Linked DNA regions of Mus musculus: regions 1, 3 and 4 are each linked to region 2. The links are chromatin contacts, called in public HiChIP or PLAC-seq and Micro-C maps. All regions are on one chromosome and are shown on one strand. Each heading gives the region's core, a stretch centred on a gene start, on an enhancer-like site or on the middle of the called end of the contact. The rest is flanking DNA. Distances are from core to core; before and after follow the strand shown.

Region 1 (5,900 bases), core at 1,386-3,885, 500 kb after region 2:
CTCATCTTTTGGGACCAGTGTCAACTCTGGGGCGTCTTCCCATGCTGCAAAGCAAAGTCAAGTCTGTTGTAAGATGCTTGGAGTTCTACTTACCATGGAAACTGGCAGTGTGCAGGCTGGGAATGCAGCTGGCAGAGGCCTTGCCTAGCACACCCAAAGCCCTAGGTTTGATTGTCCAGCATCACATAGAATGGGCATGGTAATACACAGCTTTAATCCCAGAACTCAGGAGGGAGAGGCAGGAGGATCAGCAATAAGTCATCCACTGCCACCTTGTCAGATTCTTAGCCATTCCTGAGCTTCAGCAATTAGGACTAGGTCCAGGAATGGCCAGGAGGTAAGCACCTTGCTATACATACACTGGCTTGGCCTAGCCCTCAATCGATCTGTTAGTAAACCAAGTTTCGAGTCACTGATGTGTCTAGTTTGCCTCCTTTGCCAGAGTAGAAATGTTAGGAGGTCATAGGCTATGTCTAGTTTTAGCTCACCATCAAATGCCTAGGGTCTGTCTCTTTGCTTAGAGACAATAAATGCTGGCAGCCAGGCTTGGTGGTACAGGCCTGTAATCCCAGCATTTGAAAAGTAGTAACAGGAGGGTAGGAGTTCAAGGTTATCCTCAGCCACATAGGATGCAGGAGACTGATCTGGGCTATATTAGACCCTATCTCAAAAAGAATTATGAATATATAAATAAGTGGTATTGTGGCAGAGAAAGCATTCTGTGACCTGTGATTCTGGGCAAGTCAGCTGGCTTCTCTGAGCCTGTTTCCTCTGCTGTGAAGTGCTGCAGTTCATCTTTTCTTCCTATATACAAGCACTGAGACACAGTCTGGAGCTAGAACAGGAAATTGCCTCCATGCAAAAGCAGAAGATAAAGGCATTAAAAAGTAAGGAAACATTTGCAGTGCTAAGAATAAACCAGATGACATTGCAGGTGCTCTTACATGGTGACTTAGTTTTTCATTAAGGTGCTGTGCTGGGCAGTTTTATAACACCTTGACACACGCTAATGTCATTTGAGAGGAGGGAATCTCAATTAAGAAAATGCCTCCCTAAGATGAGCCCTTAGGCAAGCTGGTAAAGTGTTTTCTTAGTCATTGATGGGGGAATCTCATCAGCCCACTGTGGGTTAGGACACCTCTGTGCTGGTGTGGTCTAGGGTTGTGTACTGGCTAGTTTTGTGTCAACTTGACACAGCTGGAGTTATCATAGAGAAAGGAGCATCAGTTGGGGAAAGGCCTCCAGGAGATCCAGCCGCAAGTCATTTTCTCAATTAGTGATCAAGTGGGGAGGGCCCCTTGTGGGTGGGACCATCTCTGGGCTGGTATTCTTGGGTTCTATAAGAGAGCAGGCTGAGCAAGCCAGGGGAACTAAGCCAGTAAAGAACATCCTTCCATGTCCTCTGCATCAGCTCCTGCTTCCTGACCTGTTTGAGTTCCAGTCTTGACTTCCTTTGGTGATGAACAGCAATGTGGGAGAGTAAGCTGAATAAATCCTTTCCTCCCCAAGTGCTTCTTGGTCATGATGTTTGTGCAGGAATAGAAACCCTGACTAAGACAGGTTGTATAAGAAAGCAGGCTGAGCAAGCCATGAGGAGTAAGCTAGTAACCGACATCCCTCCATGGCTTCTGCATCCACTCCTGGCTCTAGGTTCCTGCCCTGTTTTCCTTCAGTGATGAACAGAGATAATATGGAAGAGTAAGCTAAATAAGCACTCTCCTCTCCAAGTTGCTTTGGTCATGTTTCATTACAGGAATTGTAACACTAACTAAAACAGGCGCCAAATCTTTTTTTTTTTTTTTAAATTTAAAGGCAAACAATAACTGTGTAGCTCTCTGGCTGGCCTTGATCTCAGAGATTCTCTTGTCTCTACCTACTGAGTCCTGGGATTAAACGTTCATACCACCACAGTTATTTGTGGGCATATTTGCGTGTGTGTAGGCATGCGAGTGGCACTGCCCATGTGTGTTAGTCAGAGGACAACTTGCAGGACTCGCGTCTCACCTTCTATCAGTGGGTCCTGGGGTTTGAACTCATGTTGTCAGGTTTGGGGGCATGCACCTGCTAAAGCATTTCGATGGCCATTTTTTCTTTGTTGAGACCAGATCTCGCTGTGTAGCTCTGGCTAGCTTGCTACTGTAGACCAGGCTGGCCTTGAATTTACAGTGATTCTCTTTCCTGTCCAAGTGTACACGAGTGGCCTAGCACTCCCAGTTTTTTCTTTCTGAGACAGGGTCTCGTGTACCTCAGGCTGAACTCCCAGAGAGAGGGTCTGGGATGATGACAAAACGATTTGCTGGCAAGATAGGTGTGTTCCACCACAGCTGCCATCTGTGGTGTTGGGGACTGAAACCAGGGATTCATGTATGCTAGGCGAGCTAACCTTCCTCCCGAGCCTATTCATTAATCCATCTTGGTCAAACGAATTTTCTTCTGGGCTACAGCAAACCAGAATGTGCAACTGGACTCCGCCTCCTCAGAGGACTCACACGTCATTGGTCGCAACTGACCACGTGCCCAACAGGCTTGCTCCCCGCCCCCGGGCATGCCAGCTGTCGATCAAGCATTCGGCCCCGCCTCCGGCTCGCAGGCCAGTCCGTCTCTATAAAAGGCCGGGCGGGAGATGACGAGCCCCTGCGTCGGCGCGTCACGGCGGGGTGCGTGTGAGGTCATCGCGCGCGGGCGGGCGGGGTCCGACGGTTTGAACGAGACGAAGACGGAACCGGAGCCGGGCGCGCGGACGGCGGACGCGGGTCCTGAGAAAGCCGGTGAGGCGGCTGGCGGGCCCGGGCGGCGGCAGCAGTCGGGAATTCACGGGAGGCGGCTCCTCGTGAGCAGTGCGGAGCCGCGCGGGCAGTGGGGGGGAAGGGCGGGGCCGCGATCCGGTGCGCGGCCTGGGCCGGGGGCGCGCGCTCCGTTGTCCCGGGGGCGGGGCGTGGGCCGGAAGTGGGGGCTGCCTAGTGGTGACCGGCGAAGTCCTGACTTTGCGGCTGGGCCTGGAGGGTGTGTGCCCACGGGCGCGCGCGCGCGCGCGCGAGGGGCGCGGTGGGGACCCTGGGTGTAGGAGGCGTCGTTGCATAATGGGTGGGAGTTGGTCCGCGGAGTTGGCCGCAGAGTGCGACCTTAGGCAGGCGCTTCAGCCTCCCCGTGCCTCAGTTTCCTCCTCCGTAAAATGGAGACAGTAGAATTAAGCACAGAAAGGTTTCAGCTCGGTGCCTGGCAGAAGTCAGGCGGTCCGCGGGTGGTGGTTGAGTGCCTAGTAAATGCTAGGCCCCGGTCTCATCAGGGAGTAGACAGGCAAAGACATGCTTTCTAGGAGTCTGCTTTGTGGGTAGAGAGCCAGGAAGCAAGAAAATGAATACATGGCCAAGATAATTTCTGTAATTACTGTAAAAGGGCGATACCAGTACTGCAGGGTATAGCCTGACCTCTGCATCTTGGCGATGAGGATCCGGTGGCCCATTGAGGGAAGTTCAGCTAGGCCTGATGTCTGCCGGTGATGGGATGTCTTGACTAGCATTAATCAAGATAGCTCTTTAATGGGCACTTGTGTATAAGGCATTGTGTTAAGAGCTTGATGTAGCATTGTGTCATTTAATAGTCACATTGCCTTGAAAAGATGCTATCTTTATTCTCTTTCTTTCCCCTCTGTTGTGTTTTGCTCATTTTATTTTCTCTGTGGGGCTGAGAGGTGACTGCAGTTCCCCCACTGTGCTGAGCTGCTCATCATTCTTTTACAGAGGCGAGTCTGAGACTTTGGGTAGGGAAAGGACTTGCCTTACGTTGTCCAGCAAGTAACTCAACTCCAGAGTCATATCCTGTGTGCTACTCCTCCTTCTCCATCTAGAAACTGTTTCATACTTTTGTGGTGTCAAAGTGCCAGGACATAGAAGCTTGGGAGGCGGTGTGCTTTTCTGATACTTACCACAGCTCTGTGAGGAAGGTAGGGTCTTATTCATTTTACAGGTAAGCCATTTCTGAGGAAAGGAGACATGTTTCATACAGGGTCACATAGCTCTTTTTAGTGCCACCTCCCTCTTGCCTTTCCATAGGACTCTGGATGGTACTTGGAGAGGAATAGGGTGTACTTTATCCTACACTGAATTGAAGTGGGTAGGGAGCCAAGTGTGGTGAACATGCCTGTAGTCCTTACACTTGGGAGGTAGATGCAGGAGGATCAAAAATTGAAGGTCATCTAGCTATTGAGCTAGGTCATGAGATAGTGTGTGAAAAGGCTGACTAGAACTAGTTAGGGAGACTCCTGGGAGAGTCACTGAAGGGAGAGAAATACTTGAGTAGACGGAAAGGGGATTTTTCTTGTGGTTGTACCTTGCTTAGCTCAGAGAGCCCTGAAAAGGTGGGGTATGTGTTGAACTCAAGGGTATTGCACTGAGGCTAAGCAGTGGACATTTTTGTTAGTTGTTCTGAGACAGGACCTTATCTTGTACCCTAGGTTGGCCTAGAATGCTCTGTGTCCCACACTTGTCCTGAATTTGGAGTGGTGTCTCTGCCTCAGCTTTTTGAGTGCTATCTAGGTTTATGGGCATGGGCCTTCACTTCTGGCTCAAACATTCTTACCAGAAAGTGAGAAAGAGCTTTGCTGGAGAGGTAGGCTCTGTTTTGACTGCCTGGAAGAGTCAATTAATTGGTTGAGTGAGTGGATGTTTATTGCACATCCACAGGGTGCCTAATCCCATGTATTTAGTGGCCACAGAGCTCGTGGAGCACATGGGACCTGGTATTAATGTACTGCTAATGAAAGAGTTTGAAATTACATGGTGGTGAAGGGCCATTAACCTTTTCTGAGCTGGGGTGTGGTCAGGAGACACATGTGGCTTTACCAGCTGCTTTTATTTTATGATAGCATGAGACACACAATACCCAATGTGTACATATAGACCCAAGCTAGATGGTAAGTGCTCAGTCTGAAATCACATCACTCAGTCTGGATGGCTCTTATTGGTACTTAATAGCATTCTGCACAGAGTATGCATTTTATGTGTTCATCCAGGGTTTTTTAAACAGGAGAGAGATACCTCATGTGATTTGTGATTCAGAAAATTCTTTCTGGCTGCTGTGTAGGAACAGATTGAGATAGACTAATTTGAGTGAGGGCTTGTAGGGGATCTTGAGAGGTGTTGGCAGCAGATATCAGGCACAGTTTTTAGCACTGAAGATAGCATAAAAGAGAGGCAGTCTCTGCCCTGACCTCGTTTGTAACTATGCTTAGGTTTGATATGATGCCAGCTCTGTTTCCTTCCTTACTTCATACAGCTCTCTGTGAGATCCTTTTCAGATGGTTGTGTTTAGAGCTGAGCCACACTGAGTTCAGTAACTTGCCTAAAATCACAGCTAATGGAATGGATTCATGTTCAAGTCCAGGTCCTCCAGTTTTGTCCTGGCCTAAATCTGGTCTCCTAATTCTGGGAGGCTCAGAAATGGAGGAATAGTGTCAGTTTTAGTGTGATAATTATAATCCCAGAGGTTTGAATGAAGTGCTATGGAGACATGAATAATCTACCTATGCACTGAGAAACTAAGTTGTGCTGTTTTGTGTGGTAGTTCTGTCAGCTGATTTTTGGGGAGTGTATAGAGTGTTGAAAGTTAGCTTTCTGAAAAGTTTATGTAGACACCTGTATACTGGCTGGTTTTCTGTGTCAACTTGACACACACTGGAGTTACCACAGAGAAAGGAGCTTCAGTTGGGGAAGTGCCTCCATTAGCCTCTGCATCAGTTCCTGCTTCCTGACCTGCTTGAGTTCCAGTCCTGACTTCCTTTGGTGATGAACAGCAATGTGGATGTGTAAGCTGAATAAAACCCTTTCTTCCCCAAGTGCTTCTTGGTCCTGATGTTTGTGCAGGAATAGAAACCCTGACTAAGACAGCACCTTTTCTTCCCC
Region 2 (5,922 bases), core at 601-3,100:
TTAATCTCTGAGTGTTCTTAACTAAAGAGACCCACAGAGGATTAACAGCTCCACTTCAGTGACTACCCTAAAATAGCTTTTATCCCTCCTGCCCAAGAGCTACTTGGGGCTCTGAAGAACTCAATTCAACACCTGCCTAGGAGGAAACACACCCAGAAAGGTTCTTGGAGGTGGAATCTACCCTCAAAAGAACTTAAAATAGCAACTGGGAAATTATAAATAGCATTAAAGGGGAAAAGAAAACAAAACAGGCCTTGACCTGGACATCAGAAACCAATCCAAAAGCATTCTGGCTGGCTGGAAAACAGTAAGAAGGAACGGAGGAATGGGAAGAGCTGCCCACTTCCCAAGGCCAGCGCGCGCGCGCACACACACAACACCCCGGAATGGTGGGAGAATTAAATTACAGGGAGGCCTGAGAGTCTCAGTGACTTGCATCATTCCAAGAAACATCAAACAGGATTAACAGGGGTAGGATTTACTCTCGGGCTGGTAGTTCTTCTGTCAGTGTAGATGGGCCTCTTTGGAGTCCCTTTGATTCCCTATTTCCTCAGATTCCCGCTGCCTCCCAGCCCTGGGGAGGCCTGGAGCAAATGGCTGCAACTCACTCGGGCCTCATTTTCACCTACCACCCCTCCGCAACTTAGCAGCCTTTCCCCCAAGAGGAGAGGGTTAGAAACCCAAGGCCAGACTTATCACAGCCCCAGGCTGACAGGTGGAAAAACACACAAGCCAGGAGTCGGTATGCTTGCAGGTGAAAGCCCCAACTCCCAACACGGCCAGGAACGCGGCCCGCCACCGCGCCACCGCCCCCTCCCCCCCCCCCCCCCGCGACCCCGATCTGTTCCAAGCTGGACTGAAGCATGGGGCTGAAGTTGTAGGAAGTCTGGCCCTTAGGCCAGCGGAGAGACTACCCTATTTTGTAGTGTGAAATGTTAAATTCTCCCCACAATTGGAAGGTGGATGTAAAGAGTGGAGACAAGAGACGGGAATTCAATAGTAAGTCTAAAAAGTCTAATAGGATCTGGGGTGGGAAGAGCAAGCATGCACGGTAAAGAATTACGAGCACGTTATTTGAGTCTCTAAGAGACCCCATGGGGGGAAGAGGTAGGGAGATTCTAAAGGTCGAAAGAGCGAGTTCTCTGAATTTCAAACGGGTGTAGAAATGGGACCCTCCCGAAGGAAAATGCCTAAACTTTCCACAATATGATCACTGGGAAGGGAACTTCAGCTAGGGCTTTATTTTGGGTTCTTCGGCCCGAGGTACTGCAGAAAAGCCTGAAAGCAGGTTTATGAAAGTCTGGAAAACGAAAGAGCTTAGAGCAGACTATTTGGAGCAGGAAAAGGAAGGTTATGTGGGTCGGGGTAGGCGTGTCCGAGGGTGGGAACAGGTGCAGCTTATCTATGCCCCCCAGACCGCGATCCCGAGGAAGGTTAGCTGCGTGTTATCTGGGTCTCCAGGGAGTCTGGGGGGTCCAGACTAGGGGACCCTCAGGCTGAGTTTCCAGGTCTAGGAATGGAGGGAGCCTGAAAGGCTTGTTCCGGTCCCCTGGGCACAGGTCTGAGGTCCGGGGAACGTTTTCGTCACTACGGGGCCTATCGGGGGCCCGGCTAGAGCAAAGGGGGCCCCTACTCAGGGGTGTGGGCGACCGCGCTGGGCGGCCCGAAGTGAGGGGCGCCGCCGCTCCGAGAGCCGGGCGTGTGGGCGCAGCGCGACGGCCTCCCGCCCCGCTCCCCACCATCCCCCAGGACCCTCGCCGGCACTCACTGCGCTCGGGACCCCGCGCTGCGGGCCGGGCCGCGCTCGGGCTCCGCCAGGCCCGCTCAGGCCCCGGTAGTGGCGGCGGTCGGGCCATTGTGCGGTGCATTGTGGGAGCCGCGCGAGCGGGCGCTCGGGTCGTGGAGGGGGCGGTGCCGCGGGCTCTCTATGGTCCCGCCCGCCCGCGGGCTAGAGAGGCCCAGCCGGCGCGCGGGCGGCGCGCGGGGAGCACTGGGAGCGGGGCGGCCACTCGCGCCTCTTCTTCCCTCCCACCCCCTCCCCGCCTCCGGGCCGTGGCACTCTGGGGCTCTGCCGTCGACATGGGCGCCGCCGCGTGGGCACCGCCACACCTGCTGCTGCGGGCGTCTTTCCTGCTTCTGCTGCTGTTGCTGCCGCTCCGCGGGCGGTCAGCGGGCTCCTGGGACCTGGCCGGTTACCTGCTCTACTGTCCCTGCATGGGTAAGGCCTCCGGAACCCTCTGCTTAAACGGAGAAACTGAGGCGGAGGAGGCGGAGCCACTTCTCTGAGGCGCCCGGAGACTTCTCAGGTCCAGAGGAGAACACCAGAGAGGGGCAGGGCCTGTGTTCTTCCCTGCCCTACTTGCCTGGGTACAGAGGACCCATTGGTGTTCAACTTGCCATTCGACAGATGGGAGAAGTTAAGTGACTCACTCGAGGTCTAATCAGTCTCAGATCAGTAGATGGAGTTTGTAGGACAAGACCTGCCCGCACTGTCTCGTGGCAATTCTTGCATTCATTCAGCAAAGAATTTATATGCCCCCCCCCCTTTTTTTTAATGTCCCAGGCGCTGTTGTCTGTGCTGGTGGTGAATGAAACAGATAAATCTCATAGGATTCTTCATTTTAGGAAGACAGACAATAAAAAGTTTTTAAGTGCGTGCAGAATTTGTACAAGATGATTCAAACTGGGGTAATAAAAGATAACCAAGGACTCCTAAGAACCAGCGGAGGGATGCAACTTAAATGCAGTCGTGGATCATCATTATATAATCCATCCCTTCTCTCAATCCTTGAGTAGCTTGCATTCCTGACCATGGCCATCATCTGATGGCCTGACCTTGCAAGATTGGCTCCACTCTTCTCCACACCCCTTCTCCCATGGCCCTCTGGCTACAGCCATAGTAACCGGCTTTCTATTGCTTACAGACATAAAGGTCTATGAGCTATTCTTCTCGGAGTACCTTCCTATAATTTCTGCTAACTCTTTCTCATCCTTGAAGTCTCAACATACGTGTCACCAAAGAGGACTCCATTGACCTCTCTACTTGTCATTTCCTGAGTCTCCCTGTCACCAAACCTTTTCATTTTTTCCCTTGCAATCATCAAAATATACCATAAGGAATTTGTTTTCATGTTTAGTGTCTCCTAACCTGAATTAGAATGGAATGCCTTGAGGACAGAAACCTTATCCTTCTGATTTTATATTATAACATCTAGCACAGTACCTGGCACATTTCAGCCTTGCAGTGTTTCTGGAATGGATGAATGGCTGCCATATTGATGATAGCCAAATGTGCTTGCATACAACTTTAATCTCAGCACTAGAAGCCAGAGGCAGGTGGATTTCTGTGAGTTTAAGGCCAACCTGATCACATAGAGAATTCCAGAGTAGCCAGGGCTACATAGTGAGACTCTGGCAAAACAAAACAAACAAAAACCAGATAGACCTTTGTGTTTAAAGCATTCACAGCCTGCATAGACAGCCAATACAAAAAGCTGGAAAATGAAAGCAGACATATAAATGACTGAAGTGTTTATAGCTAAATGGTAAAGCATTTACCCAGCATGTCAGAGATACTAGGTTAAATACCCAGCACATAAATACATAATCTGATTCACAGCTGTAATTCTAGCATGTAAGAGGTGGAGGTAACATGCAGGAAGATTGTTACAAGTTCAATGACAGACTGGTCTACAGAACAAGTTCCAGGACTATATAGATCCTGTCTCAAAAAACAAAACAAAACAAACCTCAATGCCGTGCTGAGAGTAAAGGAAATGGATAGGAGTTGTTTAAAAGTGTCTTAGCAAATGAAGCATCAGGGTCACCTTCATGTACAAGTGAGTGGAGACAGGTCTGAGGACACTGCTGGCAAAGATGGCAGGTAGAGTGGGGATGATTATAACATGTTTGAGAAACAGCATGGACTCTGGTGGGGCAGTGGCAGAAGGACCAGGACCTACAGGCCCTCAGATGTCAAACCTGGAAGTCTGGACTTTCTCTCCTGTGCCAGTGTTGCTAGCTCACTGTTCCTTGGCCTTCCCCAGTCTTGAATGCACATCTTTGCTGAGCCCTTCGTACACCATGCCATTAGGCCCCAGGCCACTCTACCCACAATGTACCATTTCCAGGGCGCTTTGGGAACCAGGCTGATCACTTCTTGGGCTCCCTGGCATTTGCGAAGCTGCTGAACCGCACCTTGGCTGTACCTCCATGGATTGAATACCAACATCACAAGCCTCCTTTCACCAACGTGAGTATTTCTGCTGACCTAGACCCTTGCCCATCCTTCCCCACACTTGCAGACTTGCTTGACTCCAAGGCCTCTGGGTTTTCTTCCAATCTGCTGTTGTCCTCTTCTCTACCTAGAAATAGCAATAACTAGCTTTTTTTTTTTTTAACCGAACACCTGTCATGTACCCCGCATTGTCTGAACGCTAGATGAGGGTTAGCTCATCTTTCCTATAGCTAATCCTCGAGGAAACCAAGGTCTAGAGAGGAGAGGTAACTTAGGTAACTTGCCAAAGACTGCACAGCCTGTGGGTAGTAGATCTTTTTTTTTTTTTTTTTTTTTTTTGCTTTTTCGAGACAGGGTTTCTCTGTGTAGCCCTGGCTGACCTGGCACTCACTTTGTAGACCAGGCTGGCCTCGAACTCAGAAATCCGCCTGCCTCTGCCTCCCAAGTGCTGGGATTAAAGGCGTGCGCCACCACGCCCGGCTTTTTTTTTTTTTTTTTTAAAGATTTATTTATTTATTATATGTAAGTACACTGTGTTTGTCCTCAGATACTTCAAGAGGGCATTAGATTTTGTTACGGATGGTTGTGAGCCACCATGTGGTTGCTGGGATTTGAACTCAGGACCTTCGGAAGAGCAGTTGGCGCTCTTAACCACTGAGCCATCTCGCCAGCCCCCTTAACCACTGAGCCATCTCGCCAGCCCCCAGTAGATCTTGAATTGAACCCCAAGGCTGTCTACTTTAAGAGACTGTGTCTTGAAACCAAAGCCTCCATTTCCAGTCCCAATTCACCTTACCTTATAGATATATTGGTCAGTAATAGGTGACAAGTGCTACTATCAACTTTAAAAGGGAGGCTGAGGCATGGGCTAGTTAATAGTATATCGGAGGCCACCAACCCGGATAGCAGCGTGGCTCCTGTGTTGCCTACTCCCATCAAGGGGCTCCCTGGGCATGATGTGCAGCCTCTGATATTAGCTTATTCCTTGTGTCTTCCAATAGCCTTGTGTTCCATTTGTTCACTGTGTCCCCAGAGACCTCATGTAGGAAATTAATATTTAATGAATTGATTTTAAAAGTAAGTAGTTAGCAAAGTTGTACTTAGCGTGAACAAAACATTGTATTACACTCCAATGCCTCTTTTTTCATAAATTTAATTTCTCCTTTCATGTATTCCTCTTTTTGGAGATACTTTTCCCTCCCTGCAGTGCTATGGACTGGGTCCAGGTTTTATAAATCCTATGTACCCCTGACCCGGAAAAGCTTATTGATAGAAGCTGAAACCCAGACTGCAGTGTAACTTAGCCACTTCCTAATTGCATAGCAAATTACTTAGCTTTCTGTGCCTCAGTTTCCTCATCTTTACAATAACCTGTGATGATTGGCTACCTCTCATGGTGAGAACTGAACAGGGGTTACTGATAGTCAATTCCCTGACTGTGCCTCACACCTTCCTCTTAAAATGAGCTGAGCTCCTGAGTATATAGAATCCAGGACACAGGAAGTGCCTTAGCTTCCGGGATCCTTGGATCTGACTTGTTGAGCTTCACTGATAGATTTAGGTATTGCTGGCTGGCTGGCTTGCTGGCTTGCTGTATCCTTGCCCTCTCATCCAGTTGTCATAGTGAGTCTCCACTTCTTTGCTTCCTGTGGGTGTATTAGCCTGTTTCAAGTGAGCTTCTCTTT
Region 3 (6,470 bases), core at 3,049-5,548, 320 kb after region 2:
AAGAAACGCTCTTGCCAGGCTTTCGGGAACTTCTCCAATTTCTGCAGTTCCAGCCACATCTAGAAGGAACCCAGGGCAGCCCCCTGCCTGGACTCTGATCCAACAGAGGCCACAAGCACTCCAAGGGTCACTGTCACCTTCAGTGATACCTTCTGCCCTTGGCTTGCTGGGAAATCCATGGTGGTACTCCCAGGCCTGAGATAGCCTCAGGCAACTTCATCTGGGTTAAGAACTGCCCTGTCCCACCTGCCTTTTCTTTCTTTTCCTCTTTTTAATATGCTCATAATCTCACAGAGAGAATTTATAAAGTCATTAGCATGTACAGCCAACTGGCAAAGAGCACCAACTTCCTGCAAGAACTCTGCAAACTTCAACCCCAGTTGATGTTCACAACGGCAACCATCTTATCTTCTCTAAATTCCTCCCACTGAGGTCAACCCTCACCACCCTCTTGTACACTATTACAACAGCCTCCAGGCTGGTCGGGACCTTCCCAGCCACCTTCCCTACGTCAGTGTGGCTATCTGGTGACCACAGGACCGGGTACTGATTCCTAGCCCTTCCTGGTACAGCTTAGCCTGTGCTAACATCTGGACAACTGAAAGCACAGATGCTGATGTTAGCATGGTGGGACCTTGGACTTAACATCTGGACCCCAATCCTCCAATAAAAATGAATTATGCTGGGTGCTGGTGGCACAGGCTTGTAATCCCAGCACTGGGGAGGCTGAGGCAGAAGGATTATTCAAGAATTTGAGTCTAGCCAGGGCTATACTGTCAAGAAAGGGGAGAAGGTTCGCCAGGTGTGGTGGTCCACGCCTTTAATCCCAGCACTTGGGAGGCAGAGGCAGGCAGATTTCTGAGTTCAAGGCCAGCCTGATCTACAAAGAGAGTTCCAGGACAGCCAGGGCTATACAGAGAAACCTTGTCTTCAAAAACCAAAAAAAAAAAAGAAAGGGGGGAAGCCGGGTGTGGTGACCCACGCCTTTAATCCCAGCATTTGGGAGGCAGAGGCGGGTGAATTTCTGAGTTCAAGGCCAGCTTGGTCTATAAAGCGAGTTCCAGGATAGCCAGGGTTATACAGAGAAACCCTGTCTCCAAAAACCAAAAAAGAAAAAGAAAAAAAGAAAGAAAGGGGGGAAGGGAGGGGGAGGAAGAAGAGGAGGAGGAAGAGGAAGAAGATGAAGAGGGAGGGAGGAGGAAGAAGAGGAGGAAAAGGAAGAAGAGGAGGAGGAGGGAGGGAGGGAGGAGGAAGAAGAGGAAGAGGAGGCTGAAAGAAGGGAGGGAGGGAGGGAAGGAGGAGACATGGGCCTTCGATGCAAAGGGTTATCAGCTTATAGGGAGCACTAGCCAGATGTGCAGTCAGTATTCAATGAACTTGCTATCTTCCTCTATGGAACTCCCTGTTGGGCTGTCTACACAGATGCTGTGTCCTCCAGCTCAGCAGCCTGGTGAACTCCTGCTGATCCTTCAGCACCCCTCTCAAGTGGCATCCTGACTGGCCTGGTATCTGCTTTCCTTCCTGAAGATGCGGTAATTATTCAGTGGCGAGCTTGCTGAGCTGGGAGTTTCCCATTCACTTCCTGATCCTTCGCCTCATACTGTGGGCTCCCAGAGGTGGTGACTGATAAAGATGACTAGACTAAGCCGGTCAGGGAGGGATAGGGTGACTGTGAGAGGGTATGAAGAAAGGAGGATGAGTGCTGGGCTAGAGAAGAAGACAGCTCTCCATTATTAAGTTACTCATGTATTCATTCGTAACACATACTAACCCTGTCTTGGCCAGGCGTTCTATGACTGTGACAAAAAACCATGACCAAAAGTGACTTGGGGAAGAAAGGGTTTATCTCAGGTTATGTGTCCGGATCACAGTGCATCCTGAAGAGAAGTCAGGGAAGAACTGGAGGCAGGGACCTAGAGGCAGGGACTGAAGCAGAAGCCATGGGTGTGTGTGTGTGTGTGTGTGTGTGTGTGCTGCTTGTGGGACCTAGAGGCAGGGACTGAAGCAGAAGCCATGGGTGTGTGTGTGTGTGTGTGTGTGTGTGTGCTGCTTGTGGGACCTAGAGGCAGGGACTGAAGCAGAAGCCATGGGGTGTGTGTGTGTGTGTGTGTGTGTGTGTGTGTGTGTGTGTGCTGCTTGTGGCTTACTCCCCGTGGCTTTCTTGGCCTGTTTTCTTGCACACCTCAGGACCACCTGCCCGGGGATGGGATTGTCCACATCAATCATTAATTAATGTCCTGTAGGATTGCATCAGACTGCTGGCAGGCCAGTCTGGTGAAGGCATTGTCTCAGTTGAGCTCCCTCTTTACAAATAACTCCAGTTTGTATCAAGTTGACAAACACCAAGAGGACAGAGCTAGGTGCCCTTCAGAGGCTCACTGTAGAACTCAGGGTCTTGATGACCCAGGAACCCAGTCCAAGCTGAGTCCCCTCATGTCCCCAAATCCTGTCCGCTCCTCAGATCCTCCAGTGACTCTCTAGTCTAGGATGTTCTCCTGACTTTCCCAGTGTCCTCTCTCCCCTACAGGAGGTGTCATTAATCCCTGTGACTGCCTGGGCCCTGCCCCACACAGGGCTCCATCTCAGGCCTTTCTCACCTCTTTCTTCTCTTCCCAGTCTATGCCTCAGACTGGTGGGGACTCCGGAGTCTTGGGACTCCAGGGATTAGCCTATTTGCACCCACCTCCTCACTGGGCTGTGAATTCCCACATCCCAGAGCCTGCCCAGCCCAGCTGGCATGAGCCCAGAAAAACCTTAGGGGGGCCCAGCAGAGCCAAAGGGGCCTTGGTAAACATCAAGGTCTGCCTGCCTCCCCCTGTTGTAACAACAATATGAAAAGACACCGTTTCTAACTGTAACACTGGCTCACACTTCCCACGAGCCAGGTGCCACACACACTCTCCGCTCTGCTTTCTTTAAACCCTGCACTGTCTACAGGAACACATCGTGCTACATCCTAGGCTTTCAAAGAAGAAAATCAAAGAGCAGAAAAACTGACTCAACCCCCTGAGGTCAGAGGCCGAACTCCTGGCTAACCATTGAACAGCACGGCCAGATAGCTTGGAGTGGTAAACGGGACTCCATAGCACTGTTGAGACAATGACAAGAGTCCACACAGCTTTTTTGCTGTGTGAACTTAGACAAGTCTCGTATCTCTCTGGCCTCAATTCTCCTGCCTACAAAATGAACATAAACAATCCTCACTAATACAGCTTCCACAAGAGGGAAGAAGGAAGGCTGGACCTCCTACAATAGGATGGGTAAGGTGATTTGGTGGTCTCAAGGCCCCTCCCCTCACAGGCGAAACAAAAACAAAAACAGAAAAACAAACAGAGCCAATCCTGCTAAAGGCAGTGGCAGCGTGGTGCCTCTTTGAGAGGACCTGGGTGACTGAGCCATAAACATCGTTCCTAAGGGAGCTCCAGCAACCACAGCGTGTAGCACTCCTGGAGAGGGTTGGCATTGTTGGTAGTTAGATTTGGTGTCCTGGGTCTGTGGCTAGCAGCTGAAGAGAGGGACATGCACGGGCCCAGTTGAGCCCTAAGTACTGGAAGTCTGGGCACACCCGCCCGCCCCCATACCTGCTATCACCGTCCCACCTGGCAAGGGGAATGGTGCTTCCCCTGAGACTCCCCTGGGCTGTGCCAGCCTCCTGGTGCTGACAAAGCCTCCTCCCCTGCCCCCAGAGACGAATGAGCCTGTGAGAGTGCCAACAGAGGGAGCTGGGGGCTGTGCCTAGGGCTCATGCCACCCGCCCCGACCTTCCCAAGGCGCCCATGTCTCCCCCTGCCCCTTGGCCGCGGCTGGGGCGCCAGCCCCGTTGCTATGGCTGCCGCTCTGAGGAAGCTGCAGCTGGGTAATTATTGCGAACATCCATCCTGCCTCCTGCCCGCCCCAGAGCTGGGTAGCTAGCTGGTGGCCAAGGCTAGGACAGCCCCTCCTGGGCTCCCCACTGGCCACACCCAGCTAGCCTGGCTAGGTGCCCACTGAAGAGGAAAGGAGGGAAGACAAGCCGACAGAACAGGAACCGACCGAAGGAGCCCCCAAACTCCTGCCCTCAGCCTAGCCCAGCCTCAGAGCTGACCAACCAGACTGGCTCTTATTTTTCCAGCTGCATATGAAGCCAGCCTGAAAGCCTCCAGGGGCGAAGGGAAGCTGTCCCTGCCTTTCCTGGGTAGGGGAGCCTGTGGGAGTGTAATGACTCTGGCCTCTCACACAGCGACTGTCCCACTGCACGAGGAGTCCCCTGGGGCCCCACTGCAGGGCTCTGCCACCTCCTCCGCCCCAGAAGCTCGCCCTGGCCCTGGTGTCTAAATATAGCTCAGTCTGGCTGTGCTTGAAGTCACACAGACTCCTAACTGCCCTGGGTGGCCATGTGGAGGGTAGTGAGGGATATCCATTCAGCTACCCCAGACCCATCTCAGGAGCGCAGAGGGCGCCAGGCACCCAGCTGGGCTTGGTGCACATGGGAAGCTGGGGGGTGGGGGCTCTTGCCTTTCACACAATCCCCTCCAGTCCTGCACAGATATGATTAAGAAATTCCCTCTTAAAGAGAAGGGGAGGTCTCCTCACCCAGTCTGGGGACAGCAGGAAAGGGGGAGGGGGAGCAGTGCCGCAGAAGGCTTGCCAGAAGCAAAAGGACAGGTCAGAGTAGAGGGAAGGACAGAATGGCCTAAGGGAAGAGACCCTGGGATGGTTTCCTGTGATAAGAGCGTGGGGTGTACCACAGCGGCACAAGGCTCTGGGACAGTAGCTGGGACAGAAGGCTGCAGAGCACAAGGACACTGCTTTTCTTCCCCTTGGCCTCACTGTGCTCTGCACCGCTGACCTTGGAGGGTGCTTGGCAGAGGAGGTGTGCCCGGATCCTAGTATCTAGGAGTTCCTGAGACAGGAGCAGTCCCAGGGGAAGTAGGGCAGGTGGCAGGGCAGGGTAGTGGGTCATAGAGAAAGAAGAAGAAGAAGAAGAAGAAGAAGAAGAAGAAGAAGAAGAAGAAGAAGAAGAAGAAGAAGAGGAGGAGGAGGAGGAGGAGGAGGAGGAGGAGGAGGAGGAGGAGGAGGAGGAGGAAGAGGAGGAGGAGGAGGAGGAGGAAACAGGACGTAGGGGCGAGAGGCTGCGTGCCCTCCCATCCCCCTCCGCGGTCACAATGCCACCTAGTTTTGTGTCAACTTGACCCAAGCTAGAGTCGTTTGGGAAGAGGGAACCTCAGTGGAGGAAATGCTGCCACCAGATCGCCTTGTGGGACATTTTCTTGAAGATGATTGTGCGAGGGAGCCTGCTTTATTGTGAGTAGTGCTACACCCAGGCAGGTGGCCCTGGGTTAAAAGAAAGCAGGCTGAGTGAGCCTGAGGAGTAAGCCATTAAGCAGCACTCCTCCGTGGCTTCTGCTCCAGTCCTGGCCTCCAGTTTCCACCCTAACTTCCTGCCCTGACTTCCCTCAATGATGGACTATAATCTGTGAGGCAACACAAACCCTCTCCTCCGCACGTTGCTTCTAGTCATGTGTTTCACAGCAAAACAAAAACCCTAACTAAGACAGTCCAGGGCCCCTCAGGGGGACATCTGCTGAAGGAGAGCTCAGGCTGGTGCACAGACAAACCTAGGGCAACTGTCCATTCAGTGGCGAAAATGGCTAGGGCCCCAGTCTTTGTCATAGGGGCATCTCAGTTTTGATGTTCTTTAGGTGTCTGTCACACTTGCAGTCACAGCAATCAATCTCCCCCAATGACTTTCCCATTCCACAGCTCAGGCTGCCTTCCACTAGCTGGACACTGGGACAGAAGGAGGGAAGTGTCACTCCCAGACTGGGAAACTGAGGCTTGTTGAGGTGAAGAGATTTATCCAGAAGAGGAGAGAGGAGAGGGATGGGCGTCAAGCGCCCATCACTGGGGTAGCAAAAGAGGAGAACATAAAACTCAAAACTCAGGCTGGAGAGATGGCTCAGTGGTTAAGAGCACTGACTGCTCTTCCAAAGGTTCTGAGTTCAAATCCCAGCAACCACATGGTGGCTCACAACCATCCGTAATGAGATCTGATGCCCTCTTCTGGAGTGTCTGAAGACAGCTACAGTGTACTTACAAATAATAAATAAAATAAGTCTTTAAAAAAACCAAAAAACTCAAAACTCAAAATCGGGCCCCACACCCTTTAGCACTATGCCAACTGGGAATACAAGCCAGAGGGCAGGCACGGAGGAAACAGACAAGGCCCTTGGGAATTGTCAAGTCAGATCGCCAGTTCTTCTATCTTATAGATCAGAAGCTAAGGCTATGGCCAGCCCTAGACCCAAAGCAGGCTGCTGTTTCTCAGCTTCTGGATAGCAGACACTGGGTGGTGGAGTCCTGCTGACCCTGGCTAAGGTCAGCTAGCCATCTAGTATAAGGTCTATTGAGTGTGCGCAGGAAGAGCGGGTACCAGTGCAGGAGAACCCTGAGCTGACTGCAGCTACAGAGACCTGGAGCTTGAGTTACGG
Region 4 (5,905 bases), core at 46-2,545, 290 kb after region 2:
CCAACCGGGCCAGCCTGAGAGACGGGGGAGGGGAGGGGATGAATAGGTCATGCCGCCCCCGTCCCAGGGTGGGGGGAGCGCGGGGCCCGGGGGGCGGCGGGGACGCCCCACCCACCCTTGGGAGGCTGCTCCTGCGCCAGGCTGCGGCTCTGGCTGCCCCTCCCCGGGCCAGTGCCGGGTGGGGTCGGGGCGACAGTGCCAGGGCTAGCCCCCTCCCCTAGTGCGGGGAGGCCCAGTGGACTCCCCGTCCCGCCGCTGCCCCTGCCTCCCCACCCCCGCAGCACCACCCTACACACACACACATAGATACACGCGCGCGCGCACACACACACACACACACACACGCACACACACACCGCCCAGCCGGCCCGGGGGCGGGAGCGCGAGGCGCCCGGGACAGGCGGCCTCCGGGCGGGAGGGGGGGAGGCTGGAGCTCCGTAGCAGCCGCCTGCTGGCTGGGGGGAAAGGGGGAGGGGAGGGGACGAGAGGACAGAACACGCTGGGGTGAGCAGCCCGGGACAGCCCGCCCGTCACGGCCATGGCCCGATCAGCGGCGCAGAGGGGGCAGGGACGCCCCAAACCCCGAGCGCTGCCCGGGCGGGCCAGGGAGGGCTAGTGAGCAGGGACACGCACGCCCCGGGTGGGCTAGACACACGGACAACCCCAGAAACACACCATTCGGACACACATCCACACCCCCACCCCGCCCCCGCCCTCCCCAATCCCGGCCACGGGACTAGCCCGCGGCCGCCGCGCGCGCACTCACCGAGCCCGTCTTGACCGGCACATACACCACTTGGCCCATCTTGGGTTCCCGGCCGCTGCCCAGGCGGAAGCCCTTGGAGCGCACCCAGAACTGGAACTTGCCTTTCTCGCCCGCCGCCGGGCCGCTGCCCGCGCCGGTCCCGCCGCCACCCTGCAGGACCTCGGCGATCCGCTGGTATTTGCTGCGTGTCACTGTCTTGGTTTTAGCCGAGTCGCCGTAGGTGCGCAGGCACCAGTCCCGGAACTGGCGGCCCAGCTCCGAGTCCCCGGGGCTGCGCTCGCGCTCCCAGCCCCCGCGCAGCAGCAGCGTCGGCTTCGGCATCCTCCCGCCGCGCCCGGCGCCCTCGGGGGCGGGCCGGCCACCGGGCCGCCCGGTGCTGGAACTGGGCTGGGCTGGGCCGGGCTGGGCAGGGGCGCGCCGCGGCCCGGGCTGTCCCGCGGTGTGGCTCTGGCGCGGCTGCTGGATGGGCGCGGGCGGCGGCCGGACGCGCGGGGCTGCGGCGCGCTCTGTCCTGCTCGGGCGGCGGCGGCGGCGGCGGCGGCGTTGGCGGCGGCGGCTCCGACTCGCCTCCTGCTCCGCCTCCTCCTCCCCCCGGCCGGGATGCAGGAGAGATGGAGGCAGCTCCGGGCCCGGAGGTGCAGAGGGGGCGGGCCGCCCCGCGGGCGGCCAGGGGAGGCGGGAGGCGGGGAGCGGCCCCGGGCACGGGGAGCGAGACCGAGCCTGGGCGCGGGCGGCAGCGGTGGCTGTCAGCTTGCGCGGCTCATCCTGCTCCTGCTCTGGCTCCGGCTGGGGCTCCCGCTGCTGCTGCTCTTCCTCCTCCTCCTCCTCCTCCTCCCGCGCCCGCCTCCACCACGCCGCGGGATCCCACCTGTTAGAGCGGCGCAGGCTGCGCCGCCGCCCGCCCCCCTCCCTCCCGCGCCCGCGCGCCCAGCCCCGCCCGGCCCGGCCCCTGGGGGCGCGGGGGCTGCTGCACCCGCAGCGGCCGGGAGGGCAGCAGCGGCAGGCGCGCGGTACCCAGCTAGGGATCGTGTTCCATCCGGCTGGTTCGGCCCACAGCCTGGAAGGCCGCACTCTGTCGGGACGGGCTGACTGTCCCGCAGGCAGTAGGGCACAGATCATAGCCCAGACACTGGCGTCCCCAGCCTCCCCGATTGGGTCGTCTTAGCCGAGGTAGCCCAACCCTGGCGGTGTGGGACAGGCTCCTCTCCTCACTCCTGCAATTGGCCTGACCGCTCTGGTGTCAGTATGGGTGCCAGAATAGGAATGTTCCCCCGGGGGGGGGACCCCAAGCCACCACCCTTTGGACCCCCAAACTTTCTCTCCTTCCACCTCATCTGAATTCCCCCAAGATTGGCCGGCCTTGCCTTAGTGTAGGTGGGGGTGGGTAGCCCCAGGCCCTATAGAAGTCACCTTGTCCGGTGGCCTTCCTGGTGCCAACCTCACTGAGCCTCTGAAGACCTTGAACACACCCACAAACCCATTCTGAGAAGCCTGACCTTCCCGGATGCACCTTGGCCTAGAATCCCTTGGAGAATAAACTTAGTGATCTCACACCCCCTCCCACCTGAGCAGATCTGACCAGTGTAGAACTTCCTCCTCCCCTATGAATTATAAGCATAAATAAAGGTTCAAGTCAATCCTCGAAGATTTCTGCCTTCCTTTCTTATCAGGGCATAAGAAATTACTGCATTATCCTTTCTGCTGTCCCCTGGCGGCCACCCCCATGTCATCAGGCCACTCTTACAGACACATTATCACTCAAGAGTTGAGTCCCAGAACAGGATCATTTTCTGCCTAAGAACTCCAAGGTGCCCATACCCGAGTCATTGAGACAATTGTGTGCCAGGCCCTGGCAGCTGTGAAGCCATCCCCATCTTAGAGAAGGGGGCCTCGGGATTCGAGAGGTGGCCTGATCTACTCAAGGTCATGAGAAAGAGGGAGATGGGGTGTGAGTTTCGGCTCAGTTCTGCCTGACACCCGCTACCATTTCACACATATGCCTCCCCTCTCAGGTGGGAGCTACAGCTCGCTCCCCACACCCCTCCAGCCAGAGTCTCCAGATGCTCAGGGCCCATATCTGACTCATCCCTGAATTTCCCGGCCCTGGTACAGCATCTGGCACACAGTAGGTGCCAATAAATGCTGGGAAGAACCTAAGGGGTCTTCCAAGTTCCAACCTCTCTGTATGTCACATAGATTATTTTTAGATAATTTACATTTCCATGTTACTTTATATACGCCAACAACTCCACACTCACTTTTCCTCCTCATCTTCCCAAGATCTCTTTTTGGATCCCTGCTGCTATACCCACTTTAAAGAGGTGGCCACTGGGAGCTGGGCGTGGGGATAAAAGAGGCAGAAAGATTGAGTTCAAGGCCAGTCTCCATAGCATACATAGTAAGCTTCAAGACAGGTTGGGTTCCACTGGGGATCAGAGAAGGGAAAGTTCTAGCAAAAGATGACCAGCCCTGGAGTCTAGGGGCTTCTACATGACTTTTCAAGTGTAAAGACATCCCTCCAGCTGGCTCCCCCCCCAAACCCCCACTCCCCACCCCCAGCCCTCCACCCCTCACCACCACCACCACCACCACCCCACCCCCCACCCCCACCCTCAGCTAAGAGCCAACGTGTTCTGCCTGCCAGTGCTCCTGATCATTGAATAAAGGGGTCCTGTAGGTGGCAGGGTCATTGTCTCAGCCCACCAAATAACCACTAATCCAGACCACCTCTCCACCAGTCTAGGTCTTTGCCTGCTTTTCAGGTCCCAAATATCTACTTGTTAGTCTTGGACTGAGGTCTAGTATGTCTGGTGAGCTTTGTGCAGACATCAGTCAGACTTGGAATCAAATCCAGTTGGGATTTGAAGTAGCATACTCCATGATCCTAGGCTCCACCCCACAGCTTCCATTCTTGCTGGATGGCCCCAACTTTCTCAGCTGTGGGTTAAGCAGTATGTCATGGATAGAAATACTAAAGATACTAGATGTAAGGATATCTGCTGTATAAGGTACTCAATGAGGGTCCTCTTCTTCATGGGGAACCACAAAGTATTAAGGGTGGGAAATGACATTTACTGATACCTGTTTTTGGTGTTTCATTCTTTTGGCAAACATTGGTAGAAACATGTTTGTGGGATTCTCACAGCCCCACTCTCCTGAAACTCCTCAGTGGGTGGGGCGAATGGCTTTCAAGCAAACCAGCTGTCAGTCATTGAAATTGCGGGAAAGGGGCCATGGTGGAAACAGCATACTATGAAGTACTATGGAGTAAATAATGCAGGAAGTGGCTGCTATTCTTAGGGGCTAGGCAGGCCCCTCTGAGGAGGGAGGCTTGGAGAGGTGCCTTCAATGGCAGGTGCCCTGGAGCCAGTCATGCTAAGATCCAGGCAAATAGCCTTCTAGGCAGAGGGAACAGCAGAGACAAAAGCCCTCCTGTGAGATGGGGCCAGGAAGATGGCTCAGCAACCTATTGAAGGTGCTTGCCGCTGAACCTGATAACCTGAGTTCAAACCTCAGGACCCACATACTAGACAGAACCAATTCCCGCAAGCTGCCCTCTGACCTCCACATGGCATGTCCCACTGCCCTCCCTGAAATAGATATATAAATGTAATTTTAAAAATTTTAAACCAGACATAGTAGCACATACCTTTCATCCCAACACTAGGGAGGCAGAGACAGATGGATCTCTGTGAGTTTGACACCAACCTGTTCTCCAAGAGAGCCAGGACAGTCAGAGCTATGTAGAGAGATCTTGTCTTTTAAAAACAAAGCAAAACAAACAAACAAAGCCGGGCGTGGTGGCGCACGCCTTTAATCCCAGCACTCGGGAGGCAGAGGCAGGCGGATTTCTGAGTTCGAGGCCAGCCTGGTCTACAGAGTGAGTTCCAGGACAGCCAGGACTACACAGAGAAACCCTGTCTCGAAAAGCCAAAAAAAAAAAAAAAAATATATATATATATATATATATATATATATATATATATGTATATATATATATTCTAGAAAGCAGAATTGGTGAGCAGAGAGGGGTTGGAAATCAGGAATTTTGTCTTTTGTTTTCTGAGACAGTCTTAGAAGTCGCTGGCTGGCCTGGAACTTGCTATATAGACCAGGCTAGTCTTGAACTCCCAGAGATCCACCCACCTCTGCCTCCTGAGTGCTGGGATTAAAGGTATGTGCTCCTATGCCCAGAAGACTGCAGGAGTCTTGATGACCAGGGGGAGACTCTGGATTGTAGCCTAGATGCATAGGAGCTAGTTAGAGACTGGGTATGGAGGGAGTGAGGGAAGAGGGAAGCTTCAAAGCTATGAGAGCTGAAGCTTGGGCTTCTCCCCATTGCTCCCCAATATCAGGCATATATAGCCTCTTGTCTCAAGAAGTGCTGGAAAGAGACTGAAGAGAGCTGAATCCTGGGGTGAGGATGGTCTTCTAACCCCACACTCATCCCCGCTACTGTGGAAACAGATCTCTGGAACTCTGGCCTGTTCCTGTCAACAGCATCCTGCCCCCAGAGGATGCTGGGTCAGGGCATCTCCCCACATCTGCTCCTCTCTTCCTCTCCTTCCAGACCCCTGTCAAGGGGACAAAGGAAGTTGCCTATTAGCCAAAGACTAGTGAAATGCCCTGTTTGGTTTTTTGTTAAGGTGCATTTATTTTATTTTATGAGTATGAGAGGTTTGCCTACATGTATGTATGTATACCAGTTCCATGTAGTGCCTACAAGAGGCCAGAAGAGGGTACTAGATCTCCTGGAACTGGAGTTGCAGAAAGGTGTAAGCCTCCACGTGTGTGCTGGGAACTGAACCCATATCCTCTACAAGATATGCAAATGCTCTTAACCTCTGAGCCATCTCTTCAGCCCCTACCTGGGGTTTTTTGTTTGTTTGCTTGTTTTTGTGTTTTGTTCTGGTTTGTGTGTGTGTGGGGGGGGGGGGAGGTTGTTTGTTTTAATTCTTGGACCAGATGTCCAAACCCCAGGCCTATCTATAGCCCCTTCCAGTGGGGCTAGCAATGGGCGAGGTCACTCAGATCAGTAGACAGATCAGCTAAATCCCAGAAAAGGTAGGAAGCTGGAGGGCAGAGCAGCTGGCTTTGTCTTTCTTTGATCACCTGCCTGTCATTGAGCTGTCCTACGTT

What was found. A called contact is a pair of places that touch in the nucleus more often than the background predicts. HiChIP or PLAC-seq counts read pairs in DNA pulled down with a chosen protein or histone mark.
Region 1: a Micro-C map of embryonic stem cells shows a contact between it and region 2, with 6 times the contacts expected there. The contact joins the promoter of Mapre1 here to the promoter of Plagl2 in region 2. A contact is called at or near these places in 1 of 39 promoter capture datasets (erythroid cells) and 1 of 484 Hi-C or Micro-C datasets (embryonic stem cells).
Region 3: an H3K4me3 HiChIP or PLAC-seq map of fetal liver shows a contact between it and region 2, with 3 times the contacts expected there. The contact joins the enhancer-like site here to the promoter of Plagl2 in region 2. A contact is called at or near these places in 8 of 39 promoter capture datasets (the 3T3-L1 cell line, the HPC-7 cell line, the SN4741 cell line and 5 more), 3 of 484 Hi-C or Micro-C datasets (the HL-1 cell line, the N1E-115 cell line and embryonic stem cells), 7 of 115 datasets of contacts at active chromatin or transcription factors (embryonic forebrain, embryonic limb bud, embryonic stem cells and 4 more) and 3 of 9 other capture datasets (adipose tissue, embryonic stem cells and pancreatic islet).
Region 4: a Micro-C map of embryonic stem cells shows a contact between it and region 2, with 5 times the contacts expected there. The contact joins the promoter of Nol4l here to the promoter of Plagl2 in region 2. A contact is called at or near these places in 12 of 39 promoter capture datasets (the 3T3-L1 cell line, the C10 cell line, cranial neural crest and 8 more), 2 of 484 Hi-C or Micro-C datasets (both in embryonic stem cells), 4 of 115 datasets of contacts at active chromatin or transcription factors (CD8 T cells, embryonic stem cells and memory CD8 T cells) and 2 of 9 other capture datasets (adipose tissue and liver).

The regions. Positions count from the first base shown.
Region 1 is chr2:153,738,652-153,744,551 of GRCm38.p6, forward strand. Mapre1 (microtubule-associated protein, RP/EB family, member 1) reads left to right here and starts at 2,636. Exons shown (of 7, transcript NM_007896.3): 1 at 2,636-2,768.
Region 2 is chr2:153,239,508-153,245,429 of GRCm38.p6, forward strand. Plagl2 (pleiomorphic adenoma gene-like 2) reads right to left here and starts at 1,851. Exons shown (of 3, transcript NM_018807.5): 1 at 1,769-1,851. Pofut1 (protein O-fucosyltransferase 1) reads left to right here and starts at 2,025. Exons shown (of 7, transcript NM_080463.3): 1 at 2,025-2,218; 2 at 4,131-4,252. The coding sequence starts at 2,080.
Region 3 is chr2:153,557,068-153,563,537 of GRCm38.p6, forward strand. No RefSeq gene overlaps it. Among named protein-coding and RNA genes, the nearest start is that of Nol4l, 30 kb to the left of the region's middle. Within about 2 kb of position 4,299, at least 171 of the 459 cell types and tissues checked have an H3K27ac peak or open chromatin away from gene starts, as enhancers often do. A contact at or near this core is called in the HPC-7 cell line, the N1E-115 cell line, embryonic forebrain and 7 more, where this site is marked.
Region 4 is chr2:153,528,676-153,534,580 of GRCm38.p6, forward strand. Nol4l (nucleolar protein 4-like) reads right to left here and starts at 1,296. Exons shown (of 11, transcript NM_001134300.2): 1 at 767-1,296. The coding sequence starts at 1,087.